3 separate regions of the Mus musculus genome follow, and regions 1 and 2 are each linked to region 3. Evidence: chromatin contacts called from public HiChIP or PLAC-seq data. All regions are on one chromosome and are shown on one strand. The core of a region is the stretch at or near the end of the contact, and the rest is flanking DNA. Distances in the headings are between cores, read along the strand shown.

What was found. HiChIP or PLAC-seq counts read pairs in DNA pulled down with a chosen protein or histone mark.
Region 1: a contact with region 3 is called in an H3K27ac HiChIP or PLAC-seq map of bone marrow-derived dendritic cells, with 7 times the contacts expected there. The contact joins the promoter of Plekha2 here to the promoter of Plat in region 3. A contact is called at or near these places in 2 of 39 promoter capture datasets (the 3T3-L1 cell line and cranial neural crest) and 1 of 115 datasets of contacts at active chromatin or transcription factors (bone marrow-derived dendritic cells).
Region 2: an H3K27ac HiChIP or PLAC-seq map of extraembryonic endoderm stem cells shows a contact between it and region 3, with 8 times the contacts expected there. The contact joins the promoter of D830025C05Rik here to the promoter of Plat in region 3. A contact is called at or near these places in 2 of 39 promoter capture datasets (hippocampal neurons and liver) and 1 of 115 datasets of contacts at active chromatin or transcription factors (extraembryonic endoderm stem cells).

The regions. Positions count from the first base shown.
Region 1 is chr8:25,100,432-25,103,131 of GRCm38.p6, reverse strand. It overlaps Plekha2 (pleckstrin homology domain-containing, family A (phosphoinositide binding specific) member 2), which reads left to right and starts at 1,321. Exons shown (of 12, transcript NM_031257.3): 1 at 1,321-1,472. 5830408C22Rik (RIKEN cDNA 5830408C22 gene) reads right to left here and starts at 953. Exons shown (of 2, transcript NR_155282.1): 1 at 921-953.
Region 2 is chr8:25,595,125-25,597,824 of GRCm38.p6, reverse strand. D830025C05Rik (a long non-coding RNA gene) reads right to left here and starts at 1,342. Exons shown (of 1, transcript XR_003947362.1): 1 at 1-1,342. It overlaps Letm2 (leucine zipper-EF-hand containing transmembrane protein 2), which reads left to right and starts at 329. Exons shown (of 11, transcript NM_001364069.1): 1 at 329-550; 2 at 1,380-1,463. The coding sequence starts at 1,417.
Region 3 is chr8:22,756,425-22,759,124 of GRCm38.p6, reverse strand. It overlaps Plat (plasminogen activator, tissue), which reads right to left and starts at 1,403. Exons shown (of 14, transcript NM_008872.3): 1 at 1,297-1,403.

The DNA.
Region 1 (2,700 bases), core at 72-2,571, 2.3 Mb before region 3:
AGAAGAGGAAGCGCCTGCGGTTTCATCAGGGGAGCTTTCGGGGCGTGTGCTGCCGGGCGTCCCGCCTTCCTGCCGGCTCACCTGGCTGCAGCCCTCAGCCCCCAGGCTGCCAGGCTGCCTTTGCCTCGCACCGTACTTCCCACCCGCGAAGCCAGGCCTAGTCCTGCAGAGCTTCCGGGGGCGACTTTTTCACTACACACTCCGAGTACCTTGGACCCACACGGCTGACATCAGCATCCTCCTCCCCGCCCCCAGCCCCCAAAGCCGCATCTCTCGGTGCTCGGTCCCTGGGCTGACAATTTTACCGTAAAATTGAGTCCACTTTGTCTGCCTGGCGTTACTTATATTTAAATGTCAATGTCTCCACGAGGGAGGCCTGCGTTAGACCGGACAGACCTGCCCTCTACTGACTGGGGACCCAGAACAAGTTACCTAATGTCTTGGAGTCTCGGTTTCCTCATCGGCCCCAGCACCGGATTGATACCTACGGGTTGCTGTGTGACTGAAGGGCGAGGGCGCTGGAGTTCTGTCTGGTCACCCTAGGCTGAACCTATCGAATCCAGCTTCTCTTTCCCACTTCTCTCCGTGCTCCAAGAAGGGCCAGGCAAGCTGGGTCAGGGCGTTGGCGACCCTCTTAGCTCCGGGGGGTGCACTTTAGACCGCAGGGGGCGATGCGTTCCTCTCTCCACCCCTAAACTCCCAACGCCCCCTCGCCCTCCGGGCAGCCGCGGTTTGGGCCGGCTGCACAGTGCGCAGAAGTAGGCTCGGGACGTGACGGTCGAGCACCCCATCGCGGACACCTGCTGCAGCCGGGTTACATCCCACCAACCTCCTCCCCCCCGCCATCCCCCGCTGCTGTCCCCTCGAGGTCTCCGCACCCCTCTCCTCCCCCCTGGAGGCCCGAGGAGCATTGTACTCACATCCGGGGCTGGGTTTTGCTTTAATGTGAAACGAAATTAACCCGGAAAAAAAGAGTCGAGAGACGGCCTTGGAGGACAGCTGAGGATAAGGGAGAAGTGTGCCGCAGGACAGGCGGGAAGCGAAGCCCCGAGGCGCAGAGCTCTGGGACCCGATGCGACCCTTGCTGCGCAGAGCGCGGTGAGTCGGGCAGAGAGGCGCAAGGGTCCGGGCGCGGAGGGCAGAGAGGGGAGCAGGGCGGCTGGGTTTGCTTGGTGGCGCCAGTCCGGGTGGTGGACGGCGACCGGAGGTGGCCCAATGGGCCACCTCCCCTAGCTCCCAGGAAAGCCCCAAATGCAGCCCCTCCTCCAGTGCACTGGCGCCTCCTGGGTGACCAAGGTCGCCACCGCCAGGGGTCGGGCTGTGGGGTGGGGCGTGTGGGGGCGGTGTCCTGTGGAGCTGCAGATTCTCACGTTTGCAGCGGCGAAACTTCTCCGAGGTTCAAGCACAGGGGTGGTAGCCCCTCAAGGACTGCCCGGGCAGCGGGTAGGGGAGGAGCGCAGAGAACGTCCCAGGCAAGTCCCTCAGGCACGAGTTGGGTGTTGGAGCCTCTTCCTTCTCCTTCTCACTCCTTTTTAACTTGGCGCGGGCCTAGAATGCTACCCTGGGGAGACTCCTCCTTTCGTCTGCTCCCGCCATGGGCTTCTGGGATTCCTGGCAATGGAGGTGACTTGGTGGAAAACGTAGGTCGGTTCCAGGTTAGGTAACCCTTTCGAGGGGAAGCCTCAAAAGGCTGTCCCCTTTAACGTCCGCGCTTCCCTGTTCTGCTCAGCCATGGAGACTTAAAATTTAAAAGGAAAAGAAAAGAAGAAAGGAGAGATGGGGCCAGGTCGTGTGGGAAGGGAAAAAAAGTATCAGGGCATGACCAGGGCACCCTTGTACACCTTCTGCCCTGGGCAGCCCTGCCCCGAGTCTTTCACCTTTAAGGCTTCCTTCCTTCGTGAACATCTTCCGTTTGTACTCCTTCTGTCCCTGATTGGACTCAATTAAGAGTTTTTCAGAGGCGCATAAACACTAGAGGAGGAGCAGGGGAGAACGAACCAGTTGCGGCTCCTGGGAGCATTTTGGTTTGCAGTAGAGGCTGAAGTTCCAAAATTGTGCTAGTGTTCTTAATGTCTTTGATTAGCTGTCCCCCATCCCCCACTCTTTCTTTGTTGCCTCCCACTCCTCCACCCCCCCACCCCCCTCCAGGAGGAGTATAACGCTTCCAGCAACAGCTAAGCAGAAGACACAGGAAGGGTAGAAGTTTTATCTTCAACTTGGTTGCATCTAGTGACTTGTTAATAATAATGATAATAACTTGGTAATAAGAACGTACTGAGTTAGCAGTGGGCCAGCAGCTCACCGGGTCTTTAGGGAGTTGTCAGACTAGTGAAGGACCCTGGCTGTGCAGAGCATCAAACTGGAGTCCCTGGTGTTTGGAGAAGCCAGAGGAGGATTTCTGAAGCATAATCAGTGGCCTTGGCAGAGTTTAGCTTTCCCTGGGTGCTGCCTGAGGCAGGGTTCTAAGAAGAGTAGAGTTTGTTGAGCAAATGAATGAAAGCTATCACTGAGAAGAAACAGAAGAAAGGTGGGGCCTCAGGTTGTGTCAGGCAACGTTTCTCTAGCTATTGTCTTTAGACTGATGAGTCCTTTGGCTGTATCTGCAGATGTCTTTTTACAGATTACTGGTACCCTTAGTGGAGTTTTAGCTGGCTTACATGGGAGTCTTACCTACCTCTTAACTGGCGAATTTCTACCCGG
Region 2 (2,700 bases), core at 93-2,592, 2.8 Mb before region 3:
CCTCCATTCAAGGAGTTCTCGAGGAGTTGGCTAGACTACAGAATGTGGGCAGGCAGGGGGGGGGGGGGGACGCAGCTTTGGTCCTGTAGTACAGACGCTGCCTCAACTAACTCCGACCCAGAAGTGACTTCGCGGGCTCGTGCGGGGGACCTTGTTGCCTTCCGCGCGGCTGCCGTGAAGGACGCGAGCCAGTCCCAGGATTTGAGAGCTCATTGGATGGTAGTGGCGTCACTCGGAGTGACGTCACAGGGCGAGGCGCAGGAGGTGGAACCATGGAGACTGGGCTTCCGGCCCCTTTAGCGTGGGGGCGGGGAGGAATTGGGAAGGTAGGGTTGGGGCCTTAGTCACCTCGCAGCGGACAAGGGCTCCCTCGGCGTCTCCCGTCAACCCCGATCTCTCCCCTAAACTTTGGACATTCTCCCCTACGGTGTACCTGACCCCACTCCAACAATCCCCAGACCCACCGCAGTCCTCCCCACTTTCCGCGGAGACTACCGGCCGAGAGCCGAGGGCGCCTTTTGCACCGGTGCGGCGAGCGCGGGGTGCAGAGGTAACCCCGCAGCGCTGGGCGTGGGGTTCCCCCGAAACGCCGGGCAGACTGCCTGGGAGTGGCCCGTAGCCCCGGGGCCAAGGGCTGGGGAGCCTCCGCAACAGGCCCGGCCTCCCTCCGGAGGAGCGCTGTCCGCGGTGGGGCTGGTTTCCGAGGTGCTGTGCCCGGTTCGCGATGTTTACTTTTTAGCTGAGGTTTCCATAGGGTGGGGTTGAGGGCCTGGGGAACCTCCTTCCGGCACGATTGCGAGATCGCAGTGTTATGCCAGTAGCTGAGAAGCGGCTCGGGGTGGAGAACGGTTTTAGTTAAAGGTACAGAGCTTAGTTCGGACTCTGGAGATTCTGCATCTGCGCTTGAGCCTTTAGTAGATACCATTATGTCTTCGCTGTTCCCACATGAAATTAGTGAGAACTTTTAGACTTTTGGGTTGGTGGTAAATGAATCCAGGGTGCTTACTTTCTACTTGTATTTTCTGGTTACAGATAAAGATGTCTTTCTCCTTTTAACCGTCGCAGCAGATTATTAGACACTATTGACCAGAAATTTAAAAAATTAAAAAAAAAAAAGCCTTTGGAGGCCACATCGTCTTCAGGATCATCTTCTTAGAACCCATTTCTGTGTGTTTGGATCGAAAAAGTACCATTTTCAAATCCAGAGCTAAGAAAATACTGAGGCTTTTGTAAATGAACTTGAAGGAAATTTTACACCTTGAATATGCAAATCTCTCTCTTTGCCTTAGTTTTTCTTAAAAAAAAAAAAAAACCACCTAAATTCTCATGTTTAATTGATTCCTTTTTAAAATACTAAATTGTTTGCTTCTTTTGCCTAGGTCTCTGTGTTGGTTAGTTGAAACAAAAAAAATAAACATGGCCTTCTACAGTTATAATTCATTCTTAGCTATTTTCTGGACAAGGTAAGGCTTGGAGTTTCCCACAAAAAAAAATGTATATAAACTCATGCATCTATATGAAAAACATGTGTTGTAAAAGACGTGGTGACAAATGCGTTTAGTCCCAGCACTCAGGAGACAGAGGCAGGCTGGTCTCTGAGTTCAAGGCCAGCCTGGGCTACATATCAAGACCGTCTCAAAAATATACATAAATAAATAAAGGAAGTAACCAACAAAACAAAAAGATTGGCTTAGTACAGAAAACCTTGCTGAGTTTTCAATACATTTCAAGGAAGAACATATTTTAATTTGAACTGCTTTAGAATGTAAGCTGAGTAATTTTGGAAATACATGATAGAGGAAAATAGATGAGACAGTTTTAGAGTGGCATTTCTGTTATTGATGAAGATTACACGAGGACCTCAGGTGTAAGGAAAAGTAAAATGGCTCTTAAACAAGCTTAGCCCAGGACATGTTCCAGTCTAAGGTCCCTTGTCATCTCACTTGTGCATTCAGAAGATTAACTGAACACTCACCACTTGCCACATTCATTGTATATTTTTCCTTTTGTCCATTTATAGGCTATATTTTGATATGTTTAAAAATTGCATTAAAGAATGGGAAAAGGCCATCCTTTAGCCAAGAACAACAACAAAAATCTCCCCTTCTCTCTTTCTTTTTTCTTTCTCTTTCTTTTTTCTTCCTTCCTTCCTTCCTTCCTTCCTTCCTTCCTTCCTTTCTTTTTCTTTTTGTTTGTCTTGGGGTTTTGTTTTTGTTGTTTGTTTTGTATCTATGTCCTGGAACTCACTCTAGACCAAGGTGGCCTCCAACTCAGGCATCTGCCCACTTCTGCTCCTGAGTGCTGGGTTTAAAGGTGTGCACCACTCTTGACTGACTGGCTGCTTGGTGCTATCTCTACTTGGCTGTGTTTTATTTATGTTCTAGCTTAACTACAGGATTAGAATATAAAAACCATTGGTCGAAGTGCTCAATTCTAATTCCTATTTTTCAAAGTCTCTTGAGTAATTTCAGGGAGATTATATTTCATCCCTTTGAGGGAATCTATAGACACATGGACAAAACAGTATCACCTGATTGGTTAATCCTCACAGGGACTATGAAGTTGTTTCATCAAAATGTTCTTGGTTGTCAGTAGAGTAGCTAACAGTCAGAGCTTCGGCTACTTTATGAGAGTAGAGACAGTACTGTCATATCATCCCTGACAGAAATATGTTTTTGAATAGATACTTTTTCTAATAAG
Region 3 (2,700 bases), core at 154-2,653:
ATGTTCCTCTGCTCCTCCCGGCTGCATCAAGCATCCTGGGTCTGGGAGAGAGCAGGCCAGCTGCTGTAGAACTCACAGGAGACTTTCCAAATAATCTGGGGGTGTCCTGGAAACTCCGTCCTAATCCAGTTGGTCCGGGGTGGGGGGGTGCAGCTAGTACTGCCCCTGCCAGGATACAGGCTGGCTCTCCTAAAAACACTTTAGGTGGATTGAACAGGATGGTCAGAGGGACTGTTTACATTATAGTGTTTCCAGTATCTGGTCTGGGGCTGAATATTATTTAACCCTCACTGGCTGTGCCCACTCTACCTTCCACTGACCTGCATAGATTTGTTCTGGACAGGCCACGTCTGGATCTCAGTGAAAATCCCTAGCTGTATTTTTCTGTAAGTGTACTCCAGTTGTATTTGTGACGCGCTCGCAGGATTGTTAAATATCCACCACCACAACAGACACACGTTTTTTGTATATGCCCCTGCCCCATTATCAGCTGCGGAAGACCACGGCATCATTCTAAGCTGGCCATCAAATTAAAGCATTGCTACTGCTTTTCTTTGCACTGAAGCTTCGTCCTTAGTTATCTTGGAGCGCTGCATACTTTCCTCCCACGCCCACACCATCTCTCCCTCCCCCCACTCCATCCATCCTCCCGCTGTTTCTGTGAGGTTAAGAAAACAAAGGTCCTGAAGGAATCCAGAGAGCCTTTAGACTCTTCCAGCTGCAGCATGAAAAAGCAAACACATCTGTGCTTGATGTCCAAGGGTGAGATTGACTGGAAGAACGGAAGAGAGGATGCGATGAACTCCCGAGAGACGAGAGGTTTTGCATCCTGACTCCCACTAGTAATGAGAGGTTCCTAAAAATCTCAGCTTCTCTCTGCCAGCCTAGTTAATCATGCTGCCCAGGCAAAATGCCCCCTCCTTGATGCCCAGCCTGTTTTTTAGTGTGTTCCTTGGTCAGAAGGTAGCCATACAACTCTGGCTTCTCAGCTCAGGAAGGCAGCTGAATCTAGTTACTGCCCGTTAGTGCTGCTCCCATTGTCTGTTGAAAGAACCGGAGTCATTCTGTTTGCTTTCTCCCCTGTGCAAGCAAAACTTCTGCAAGAGACACCTCTCTCCCATTCTCTCCCTCTCACCTCAGCTTACCCAGGGTCATTGCAAAGAACCCTGGATGATGCTGGCTGGTCCTCTGTCTGTGCTTCCATTAAGCATCCCTTCACTGGCTCAGTTTGCCCCCAAAGACTTTAAAGGGACAGAAGAAGAGTCAGCTGTTAGATACCGGCAGAAATTAACTTACCGAGAGTGCTTGCTTCTTTCCCACTCTTGCAGGGGCCTCTCCTTGACGCTGAGCTCTTGAGTTCCTGCAGGCTCTGTCTCCCTGAACAGCTCCAGCCAATTTGAAGGATGAAGAAGGGGTGGGGCCAGAGGTGTGGGCGGGGTTTCTCCTCTGCTGGTGGGTGGACTGAGGAGCCAATGGAGCAGCCGGTGTCTCTAAGGAGGGGGAGGAAGTGCGCGCGGAGGAGCACAGCCAGTCTTGGCTTGCCGCCAGTTTGATTATTCACCGTACTGATGTCATCGAATCACAGGAATTTTCAGAGTTGGAGGGGACTTAAGACTCATCCTGTTTTAAAACCCCGGTCTCAAAGGCCTAAAAGGAACTGTAAGGATCTGCTGCTCTAAGCTCCTGTCTTGACCCATGAGTTTATAGTTCTAAACAGCCCCGCCCAGTTGGGGATGGGGGAGAGGTCTTCTGGAATTTGAAGCAACTACCCCTCAGGACACGTGGGCAATTAATTGGCCGGGCAGATGATGATAAGCTGGGTTGGGTGTGACTGGAGATAGAACGCACATGACTTTTGGTGCGCTCCCTACCTCTGACCTGCTCTCCTAGACTGAGGTGCTTCTCTGCGGCATCTCAGCAGAGATCTCTCAGAGAATTGAGAAAAGTGGGGAAATGGGCAGGTCTCTCAGCCTCAGCACCCTGAAATTCTATCCTAAGCCATCCTTCTTCTAAGCCCCACACCCCGGAGGCAGACAATAAAAGCTCCTGAAAACTACTATTCTGATGACCCTTTCACAACCTACCAAAGCCTCGGCAGTCTCGGGGCACCAGGTCACCCAAAATTCCAGTTTAGTCTTCATCTGCAGCTGCTTGCACATCAGAGGGGTGGGCGAGTGGCCTCTGTCAATCTCGGCTGGCGTGGAGCTGAGAGGAGGGTTTCTCAGTAATCACAGGTGCCCTGAGTTTTGCTAAATGCACACTCCCCTCCATAAACACACACACACACACACACACACACACACACACACACACACATCCTCCGAAACCCCAGCTTTTGTGTTTCTACCACCTGTGAGTCTGTTTCCCCTGTCAGACTCCGGGGGGTGGGGGTGGGGGGGGGTGGGAAGCAAGACTGAAGAGCCAGAAATACAAATGGGAAGCTGATACCATAACAATGGGAACTTTGATTTTAGTCAAAGGATTGCAGGGGGGTGGGGTGGGGGGAGTGAAAATAAATCTTAATGATATCACATCCTGGGAAACTTGCCTAGGAGCCCTTTGCTCCAAAGGGCTCCAAGTACAATAACTTGGGGGCAGATGGATAAGAAAATGAAGTGCTGAAGAAAGAGTTCCTAAGGCTAGCTTCTGCAATGGGGGTCCTCTCTGTAGTGTGTGTCACCTGTGGGGGCAGAGAGTTGG